2 separate regions of the Mus musculus genome follow, and region 2 is linked to region 1. Evidence: chromatin contacts called from public targeted proximity ligation data. All regions are on one chromosome and are shown on one strand. The core of a region is the stretch at or near the end of the contact, and the rest is flanking DNA. Distances in the headings are between cores, read along the strand shown.

Region 1 (5,155 bases), core at 199-2,698:
GAACTTGGGAAGCACACAGTGGGGTTCATAGTGGACGCTATGCCTATGATCAGTTCATGTCGTCAAGTGAGGGAAGAATGACGGCTGAGTAGGCGATTTCCACCTAGGGGATGTGGCTGGAGGCTGCAAACTGCTGAGGAACCGCTATGAGAGCAGAGACCGGGAGTGGGCTACCTATACCTGTGTGCTGGGCTTCCACGTCTATGGTGAGCCAGGATCTGGAATCCGTTAGGAGGGCTGGGGAAACAAGGAAGAACCCATTCTGCCCTCAGAATCCTGGGCGTGTGCCACCTCGGGGTGGGGGTCATAGTGGCAAATCCAGGCTAGGAGGCCCCTTGGGATTGTCTGGAGCGCAGTGGCAACCTGAAGACCTGAAACACTGCAACTCTAGGTTGTGGTAGCAGCCTGACTCAGGCCACCTGTTGTGTTAGGTGTGTGGCCTGATGGCTCTGATGGGACAGACATCAACTCCCTTTGCCGCTCCCACAATGAACGGGTGGTGGCTGTGGCAGACGACTTCTGCAAAGTACACCTCTTTCAGTACCCATGTGCTCGAGCCAAGGTGAGGCTTCAGGGGACCATTGGGCCCAGGTGGGTAGGTTTGGTACCCTGCCATTGCTGCAACCAGTTGTTTTTTTTTTTTTTTTCTCTCATCTAGGCGCCAAGTCGTATGTACTCAGGCCATGGCAGCCATGTGACTAGTGTCCGGTTCACGCACGACGACTCATACCTTGTCTCCTTAGGTGGCAAGGATGCTAGCATCTTTCAGTGGCGAGTGCTGGGGGCAGGGAGCTCTGGGCCCGCTCCTGCCACACCATCTAGAACGCCCTCTCTGTCCCCTGCCTCCTCCCTGGACGTGTGATTGATGCTGGATGGTCTTGTCCCTCTGGTACTGTGGTCTGGCCCCACCCTGGCCAAAACCCCTAGGACCAAGGACAGTCTTTTCCTGTGCTGGCTTTTTCTTTGACTTCATACATTCCCAATTGCGCATTTTTCTGGAGGGGCTAACCACCCCACTGCACACAAAATAACAACAGACTTGCTGGCTGAGCCAGGCAACCCAGCTCCGACACCCTCTGCTCGGTGAGGGGCAATAAAAAGAAAAAAGTAACTGCCTGGTGCTTTTGTGCGGCGGGTCCCCTCAGGGGCCCAGTTGTGTTAGGATGAAAGAAAAAAGTGCAGGGCGGGAAGAGAAAAGGGAGTTCAGACCAAATATGCAAATAACAGGCAAAGCGGCTTGCAAATAACCTCAAGAAGAGTGAGGGCGCGCGCGCGCCTTTCGACGCCACTGCCGGGGAGCTGCTAGGACCCATAGTGCAAAGAGTTAATTCCGGCTCCTCACCGCCCTCAGGGGCGGGGTCGAGCTGCAACGGAAATAACCGAGCGCGAGGCCGCGGCTGAGCGAAAGGAGCCGAGTTCCTTCCGGAAGTGGCCGATCTGCGGGGTCTTGCTCTCCGACCTGAGCCGAGCGCTGGGCCTTGTTCTCCGGATCGGCCGAAGGTGTTCCGGAAGGAGGCGAACCCGGACGCGGGCAGGGCAAACCTTGCCAGCGGTTGGCACCGCACGACGTCTGCTGGGACTCGGTGAGGACGCTAGGAGCTGGAACCTCACTCCGGTCAGGCAGGAATCGAGCTCGTTCCGGAAGAAGCCGAGTAGACCGGAGCTGGCCTCGGTGTCCCGGCGTGAGGCTATAGCAGTGTCGTCGTCGCGCGGGCAGTGATGAGCCGCGGCGGCTGAGCGAGCAGAGGTGCCGGCTGCTCGGGCCCCATCGACACTTCCGCGAAGCGTCAGCCACGCGCTGGGGGCTTCGTCTGGAGCTGAGCTTTGCCCCCGCGAGCCTCCGGGACCTCTTTGTGTGGCCGGAGGCGGCGGCGGGAACGGCCATGGCGGCTAACATGTACCGGGTGGGAGGTGAGTACCCTGAGCGGAAGAGGCTGAGGCCGGGATCAGGGAGACTCGGTGTCCGCAGGCGCGGGGGAGCCACATCTGGGGTCGTGTGGGCCGCGGCACCGACCGGAACCGGAATCAAGAGCCATGGTTCCGCGGCGGCGACGCTATCGGGCGCAGAGTCTACCGCAGAGGCTTACCTGCAGCCGTAACGGTGCTCTTGAGACCTGTGACTGGATCGCCGGGCTGGAAGTGGCCTTGGCTTTGGAAGGGGCCCGAGTGACCCACCGTCCGGCCAGCCGCGCTAGGGGCTAGGCGCGCAGGGGTTTTCTTTTCTGTGGCGGCTTGTGCGTTCGCGAAGGTGGGGCCTGAACAGTTTACTCAATTCTCCTATACAAGGATGCAACTTGAGTGCAAAGTTGTATGGACTCCAGGGAAATTCTTGTTCTTGTTTCTTAAGTCTCACTTTTGAGTGAAGATCTGACTTTAGAACTGGGTGTTGCAGGGGTAGGGGGTAAAAACTCATTTCCTTTTTCTTCTTTTTTCCTTGTTTCTTTTTAGACAAGGTTTATTCTCTGTGTAGTCTTGGCTGTCCTGGGACTCATACTGTAGACCAGGCTGTCCTCGAACTCAGAGATCCGCCTGCCTCTGCCTCCTGACTGCTGGAATTAAAGGTGTGTGACACCACTGCCTGGCAAAGTATTTCCATAATATCTCTTTTCCTTCCTTCCTTTTTTTTTTTTTTTTTTTTCTTTTTTTCTCTCTTCTCTTCCCCCACCCCCCATTTCCTTTTTGAGGCAGGTTTCCCCCTTGTTTCTTTTGAGACAAGGTTTCTCTGTGTAACCCTGGCTGTCCTGGAACTTGAGCTGTAGACTTGGCTGGCTTTGAACCAAGAGCCTGCTTTGGTCTCCCAGACTGCTGGGATTAAACGCATATGCCACCACTGTCCAGCTAATGACTAGTACTTATTTTCTTAACTCTCTCCTCTTGCTCATCTCCACTTCATCTCTATCTAGAATTTTGTCTCATTTTGGTCCACACAGAGCGACTTTTTCATCTGGGTGCCCTCTCCTCTGATCCTCTTGTTTCTTCCCCACCTCCTACAGATTACGTCTATTTTGAGAACTCCTCCAGCAATCCTTACCTGGTTAGACGGATTGAGGAGCTCAATAAGGTGAGTGGAGTTGGTTTTTTTTTTTTTTAATGATACAGGGTCTCTCTATTATGTAACCTTGGCTGCCTGGAACTTGCTGTGTAGACCAGGCTGATCTTAAACTCATGGAGACCCTTTTCATTGGTTCTGAAATTATCTTTGAGTATTAAGTCTTTACTGCTAAGTTTTTCTAGCTCTTCTACTTAGACCCTTAAGGAGATATTGCTTTTGACTCTGCGCACTTCCACTCCCCCACCTCCCCCCAGCACCTCCACTTTCTTTTGTTGTTGTTGTTGTTTTGTTTTGTTTTGAGACAGGGTTTCTCTGTGTAGCCCTGGCTGTCCTGGAACTCATTTTGTAGACCAGGCTGGCCTTGAACTCAGAAATCCGTCTGCCTCTGCCTCCCGAGTACTGGGATTAAAGGCGTGCACCACCACACCCGGCATGCATCTCCACTTTCAAATGGCCAATTTTCCTTCTCGGTTTTTCTCCCTCCTTTAGACTGCAAATGGAAATGTGGAAGCAAAGGTTGTCTGTCTTTTCCGGCGAAGGGATATTTCTAGTAGCCTCAACAGCTTGGCTGACAGTAATGCTCGTGAGTGTCTTCATTCCTTACCCATCTCCCTTCCCCAGGATCTGAGGACTAGACATGTTCCTGCAGGTGTTTCCCCTGGCAGCATGCCCAAGGGAGGGTGTGAGTTTGGGGGGGGGTGGGAAGTGCCTGGTCTGCGGAGGGAGGCCTGTTGTTACACGTTGGGGTTGGAAGCAGGGCGGGCAGACCATGATAAGGAAAGCCAAAATGAGGCTTATGTGTGTGAGTGGAGAGATATTTAGATAGGAAATGAAAAGAGCTTTAGAGAAGCAGGCACTCGGGGACATTTTGGGTACTTTGGGACAGTGGTTAGTGAGTGATGGCCAAGGTGAAGAGGAAGATACTGTTTTGAGAAGTCTGCATAACAGAGAGGCTTATGCTGTAGTCTGGAGGCGATGCCAAAACATTAATAGAGATGATAAGCTAGGAGCAGTTCTCTTGGACTTCCCTGCCTTCACCATTTTTCCTCTCCATTCCAGTTAGTGTCATTTTTACTTATTTTTGCTTTGTCTGCATTTTCTCTATGATCTTTATATTGTAATTTTTTTTCACTTAGTTTTATCTTTTTTCTTTCCTTTTTTTTTTTTTTTTTTCTTTGTCAGGGTTTCTCTGTGTAGCCCTGGCTGTCCTGGAACTCACTCTGTAAATCAGGCTGGCCTTGAACATAGAAATCTACCTGCCTCTGCCTCCCTGGTGCTGGGATTAAAGGCGTGTGCCAGCACTACCCGCATCACTTAGTTTTCTTTTAACTCCCTTTTTCCCTCCTAGATTCTTTTTCAGGCTGCAGTCATGAAAGGGTTAATGAACTGGGCCTACCAAGTTTCCTGGCCCTTTGGGGTTTCCGGCTCCATCTGGCAGGGGCTGACCTTGGCCTTATCCAATCAGAAGGGGTAGGGGTGTGGTTCTTTTTGCCCTACCTCTGGGTTTTCCTAGAGCACAGAGAGACACGGACACCCCCACCCCAAATCTGTACCCCCATTTTTCAGGGGAACAATGCACCGATGAGCATGTGCCTGAGGTTTCTGTCTTCTACTTTGGTTGGCACTTAGCCAGGTTAACTGTTTCTACGGAGATTTCAGTGCAGGCCTCTTGGTGCCTCTTGGTGAGGAAGGTGTTGGCACTGGTTTCAGAGTTGCCCTTCTTGAAAGCCCACAAACTATTATTAGCCAAGTAGAAAGAGAAGGAGCATTAGGTTGCATGTGATGTTTCAGACACAGCAAGGAGTCCTGAAGTATGAAGAGGAGCTGGTAAATAAACAGCGACCATGTGTGCTATTTTTACTTCTTCTTAACTGGATTTTAGGACCTCGGACTGGTTGTGCAAGAAAGAGCTAAATATGATGTCACACTGTATTATGGCTCTGTTTGTGCTTTCTGCGTGTTGGCAGCTAGGGTTGGGTGCATTTCTGTGGTATCCTTATACTCTCACAGTATAAGGATGGGATAATTCCTTTGACGGAATTAAAGAGAGGATGGAACATCTACACTGAGGTGTAAGGCCGAAAGGGGGGGCTGGTAGGATAA
Region 2 (5,148 bases), core at 2,129-4,628, 86 kb after region 1:
GGTGCACACCTTTAATCCCAGCACTTGTGGGGCAGAGGCAGGCAGATTTCTGAGTTCGAGGCCAGCCTGGTCTACAAAGTGAGTTCCAGGATAGCCAGGGCTACACCCTGTCTTAAAAAAACAAAACAAAACAACAACAAAAACTAAACTAAACAAACAAACAAACAAACAAAAAAGAAGTTAGATGGAAGATGCTTTCTTAATTTTATGAGGCCTTGTGGATATGGAGATAGATCTAGATTTTACTAATGTTTCCCTTCTCCAGAGGAGCAGCTTAGAGGAGCCCCAGATGGGGCTATTATTGGGTTTTCCAGATTCAGTGTCTGTCTGCTACTGCAGACATGATGTCTTTCTCTGTTGTCTCCTTTGTATTCTGCCTCGTTCCCCAATGAGAAACCATTAAAAAAAAAAAAAAGGTTCTTTTTGGGGACTTTTGGGACCCTTGGTAACTCATCAAAATCTGTGACATAAGGCTGGAGATAAAACTTAGTTGGTAGAGTTTTTTGCGTGGCGTGTTCAGGTCCGGGGTTCGTTCCTTAGGACTCAGGTCAGGAGACAGATATGGAATTTCCTTTTCTGTAAGATGAAAAGAAGGAGATGGTATGGAATTCTTCTTACAGCATTATGAGAATAATGTAAATCAACATGCATACCTTCTTCCTAATAAACTCCAACTTCTGCATCGTGAATAGTACAGTGTGCTCAATGTATAGTAAAAATTGTATGTATGAATTATTTCCATGAACTGCTTGCTAACTCTAGGTTAAGTGTTCTATAAGTCACACACAACGCCACAAGGTGGGCCCTAATTTGCATTTAATAGGCAAGTTCAGACAGGGTTAGTGCTGTGTGCAGGGGCACATAGTCCAACAGCGTCAACATTCTCACTGCAATCTGTTCTGAGAAACCTCATGTCTTTATCAGCAGTTTGTTCTTTCTGCTACCAGGAAGGGTGGGTTAGTAAACTGTGTTTTAAGGCTTGGAGAGGAGCTGAGGGGGGTTTTCCAAGCAGGGAAACAGCAGGAGTAAAAGCTGGTAGTGAAGTGTGGGACAGCAGGGTGGGACTAGGGCAGGAAGGGTGGACACTGAGGTCCCAGAGGAATACAGGTTTCAGGATCAGCTTTGGAAGGCAAAGCCTGGTGAATGCGCCCAATTTTTCCCCTCCAAGGGGAGGCAGTGGGCTCAAGAGCAATGAGCATGGGCAGCTGTCAGTCTCTTTCTTGGACTTCCTACCTCATACTATTCCCAGTCCTTTGCCCTATCCAGTCTTCACTCTTCCATGATACTAATAAATGAGAGAAACAACTGAAGTTAATGTATTATAGTTAGTCCCGCCCACTGGTCCCTTGGAGAGTGGACAGGTTGATGGTCTGCAAACACTGTTCTGCTCAATCTGGGGCCCTAGGAGGTTGAACCTTGTGTCTAGGGGAGGGCCTGAAAATGAGAGGTACTTCCACACAGGGATTGGGAGAAGGGAAGGGCTGCTTCCAAGTGTTTCCCCGTCTATCTCTGCACCTGCCATGCCTGCTCGACTCCGGTTTGAGAATCATCCAACAGCCTATAGTATGATCAGAGATTTCCACACTCCCCAAGTGGGATGGGGCAGTTCAGCCCACCCAAGCCCAGGGTAAGAACTCAGGACACCTAGAGCTCTTTAATCACAGATTAGAGCCTAGAAGGAAACAAGTCAAAATCCAAGAAGAAGCCTGGGCAAAGTGGATTAGTCAGGGCCAGGATGATTGGATGAGCCTGAGAAATGTAAAGGGTGTGGACGAGGAAGACTAGGAAAAAGAGGAAGAAGGGCTGGGGTGTGACTCAATGGTCTAGTAAGTGCAAAACGTTGTCTTTATTCGTTACTACGCAGACAGCCCCAAAGGGTGGCTGTTCATAGGGTTTGAGCCCTGCCTTTCTGGGTGCCCCAAATAAATGTACCCTAAGAAAACAGAGTACTGTAACATCAAGGCAAAATTTTTGCTCTGACCCCAAATCAAATGATCTGACACCCCCGCCCCCTACCCCAATTCACCAATTCAGCTGTTAGTGTCCAGGAAACAAGGGATCCCAGTCTCTGGGAGTAATTGTAGCCACTTTCAGCCAACCAGCCAATCCTGGAACTAATCCAAGTTCTGCCACAGTTCCTAGGCAGATTTTTATCTATTTAGACCAGGCTGGTGTGAAGTAATGAGCCAGGCTGATGGCCAAACAAGACTGGGCATATGATACTGGGCAATCACAGAAAAAAGACCAGCAGAGACCAGCTGGAAGCTGCTGTACGTGGGTCACATGTTGCCTCTGGGGCCTACCCCTTACCCGGTGGGACCTTCATTTCTAAAATGCGGCATCAGCCCCAACTCTCTGCTTTATACAGACTTTGCCTAAAAGATGACTTTGTATATGACGGCATCTTAGGTTTGCACTTTTGAATGCTGGTATTTAAAAGAGGGCTGGGGACATGGTTTGGTACTTAAGCTCTTGCTCTCGTACGTGAGGACTTGAGTTCTGGTGTCCAGAATTGAGGCGAAAGGTGGGCATGGTATTCTGGTCTGTAACCCTATCACTGGGAGATGGGGTGGGGATAGAGAGCTCCCAGAGCTCTCTGGCCTGACAGTCTAGCCCATTGGTGAGCCAGATCAAGTAAAAGAACAGGTGGACAATGATAGAGAAAGACAGGTGACTTTGGCCTCTGGCCTTCACATGCATGGGCATAGTCTTGTACACACATACACACACGTGCACATGCATAAACATGCACACAGATACAAGTACACACAAGTAATAATAAAAACAGGACTTGTGTGTGTGGGCTGGGAATGTAGCAAGTCCTGGACTTGCCATATCATAAGCCTGGTGTGGTGGCACACAACTGAAACCCCAGAACTCAGGAGGTGGACCCAGGAGAATCTAAACAGAACTCAGGAGGTGGACCCAGGAGAATGGAGGAGGTGGACCCAGGAGAATCTAAAGTTCAAGGTCATCCTCCCATTGACGGCTTTATTCCAGGACAGCCTGGGCTACACAAGAAGTCACCCTCCTGGTGACTATTTAAGGTCCATCCATCCATCCATCTCCTGGAATCTGGCAGCCCTTACTGAGCTGTAGTCACATGGGACTGCAGTGTGGGGCACTTGGTACCCTCCCCGAGGAAGGAGCTTCAGCTTAAAGCTCACTACTCCTGTCCACCCAAAGTGGAAGGCTTTGATTTTTTTTTTCAGCCATGCAGTATAGCCTGCTCTGTGTGTTTTTTCCTGTGTGTGCCGTCTCTTCCAGGATACACAGCTGCCAGGCAGCCGGTGCTCTGTCCCCTTGCTCAGGCAGCCAGGCCGTGGGGAGGACTGGAATGTGAAAAGCCAGGGAGAAGAATGACAGTGCATTTTCTATTTGCAAGCCTGCGAGTCTGGCTCGCCACTTGAATTTCAAGTGGGCCCTTCAGGCAGATAGGGATGTCAGGTGAGAGAGTGGAGGCAGCCAATCTGAATTGTCTAAATTCCTAGAAAATAAATTCTAGGAATTTAGCTGTAGGAGTAAGGTGGGTCAGGTAGGGCAAATTCACTGTAGGGGGTGGGGGCCTGGTGTGGGTAGGCTTCCACTTTTTTTTTCCTGTTTGCACACCATATTTTCCTTCAAACTATTTTCCTATTGAATCTAATAGACAAGCTTTGAACTAAGGTTTTTATTTTTTCTTTAACTGAGCTGCAGATCTCTTTTAGAGGAAAAAAAAAAAGCCACTCCCTTTAACCACTGTTTTTGGTTACTGCTCTTTGTTTGGAGTAATTACTACCCTTAAAAGTGGGAAATTACAGATTACAGATTATCAGAAGGAAATAAGTGCTTTGGATTAGCCAGACTCTTGCCCCTGGATGGCCATTCCAGGCCTTGCCAGTCTCCCAGGTACAAAGCCCTGTACTACATGTTCTGCAAACACTCCCTTTCCTTGTTTCCAGAGAGGAAACGGTTGGATCCTGTGTGTCACTTGTCAGGTTCTTGTTACATAACCATGGAAAACCTTTGATAGGGTTTGCTGGTCACAGGAATGAGTACAGGGAACAACATGGGGTCGTGGCTTGTCTTTTATCCACTGTGCCCTGACAGCGGATTGAACTTGGAGTGTATTTTCTAGCACTGATTTAATATTCACTAGAAAGATTTATAAGTTGGATGGGGTGGTGTCTTAGGGTTTCTATTCCTGCACAAACATCATGACCAAGAGGCAAGTTGGCGAGGAAAGGGTTTATCTGGCTTACACTTCCATACTGCTGTTCATCACCAAGGAAGTCAGGACTGGGACTCAAGCAGGTCAGGAAGCAGGAGCTGATGCAGAGGCCATGGAGGGATATTCCTTACTGGCTTGTTTCCCCTGGCTTGCTCAGCCTGCTCTCTTATAGAACCCAAGACTACCAGCCCAGAGATGGTCCCACCCACAAGGGGCCTTTCCCCCTTGATCACTAATTGAGAAAATGCCTTACAGTTGGATCTCATGGAGGCATTTCCCCAACTGAAGCTCCTTTCTCTGTGATAACTCCAGCCTGTGTCAAGTTGACACAAACTAGCCAGTAGAGGTAGGGTGGCTGGAGAGAGAACTTAGTGGCTAAGAGTGACTCCGGATCTTTGGGAGGACCAAAGTTTGATTCGCAGCACCTACATTGGGTAGCTGACATTCATTTGCTACTCCAGCTCCAGGGGATCTGACTTTCTCTTCTGGCCTCCTTGGGTATCTGAACTCATGTGGCATATACTCACAGATACACATACCCATTTAAAAACAATCTTTGTGGGGTAGGGTGGCACATACCTTTGATTCCAGCTGATTAATCAGGAAGCAGAGGCAGGTGGATCTCTGAGAGTCTGCGGGCAATCAGAGCTACACAGCGAGTTCCAGGACAGCCAGCGCCACATAGTGATACCCCGTCTCAAAAACCAAAACAAAAAATTTGGATGAGAATGCTGTGGTGGGACGGCCTGACTGTTGGTTTACGCAGAGAGGGAAGCCTCGTGGAGGTACCTCAGCTTGCCCATACCTCATCAAGACCTGGGGAACCCTTGACCCCCAGGCTCCTCTCTACTGTTTACTGCAATGGTTGTCAGTTTCTGCGAGGTCATGATTGGCCTTGCCAGTCACTCTCAGCAGCCCTCTGGCTTTGATGCAGCCTT

The links.
Region 2: a contact with region 1 is called in a targeted proximity ligation map of embryonic stem cells, with 5 read pairs. A contact is called at or near these places in 1 of 39 promoter capture datasets (macrophages), 3 of 130 datasets of targeted methods (the SCID.adh cell line, embryonic stem cells and intestinal villus epithelium) and 3 of 9 other capture datasets (adipose tissue, liver and pancreatic islet).

What each region holds. Positions count from the first base shown.
Region 1 is chr19:8,940,472-8,945,626 of GRCm38.p6, forward strand. It overlaps Mta2 (metastasis-associated gene family, member 2), which reads left to right and starts at 1,449. Exons shown (of 18, transcript NM_011842.3): 1 at 1,449-1,911; 2 at 2,994-3,061; 3 at 3,542-3,635. The coding sequence starts at 1,884. It overlaps Eml3 (echinoderm microtubule associated protein like 3), which reads left to right. Exons shown (of 22, transcript NM_144872.1): 20 at 108-206; 21 at 432-562; 22 at 659-1,111. The coding sequence ends at 862. It overlaps Gm10353 (predicted gene 10353), which reads right to left and starts at 1,919. Exons shown (of 4, transcript NR_165499.1): 1 at 181-1,919.
Region 2 is chr19:9,024,648-9,029,795 of GRCm38.p6, forward strand. It overlaps a transcript of Ahnak not described here. Among named protein-coding and RNA genes, the nearest start is that of Ahnak, 38 kb to the left of the region's middle.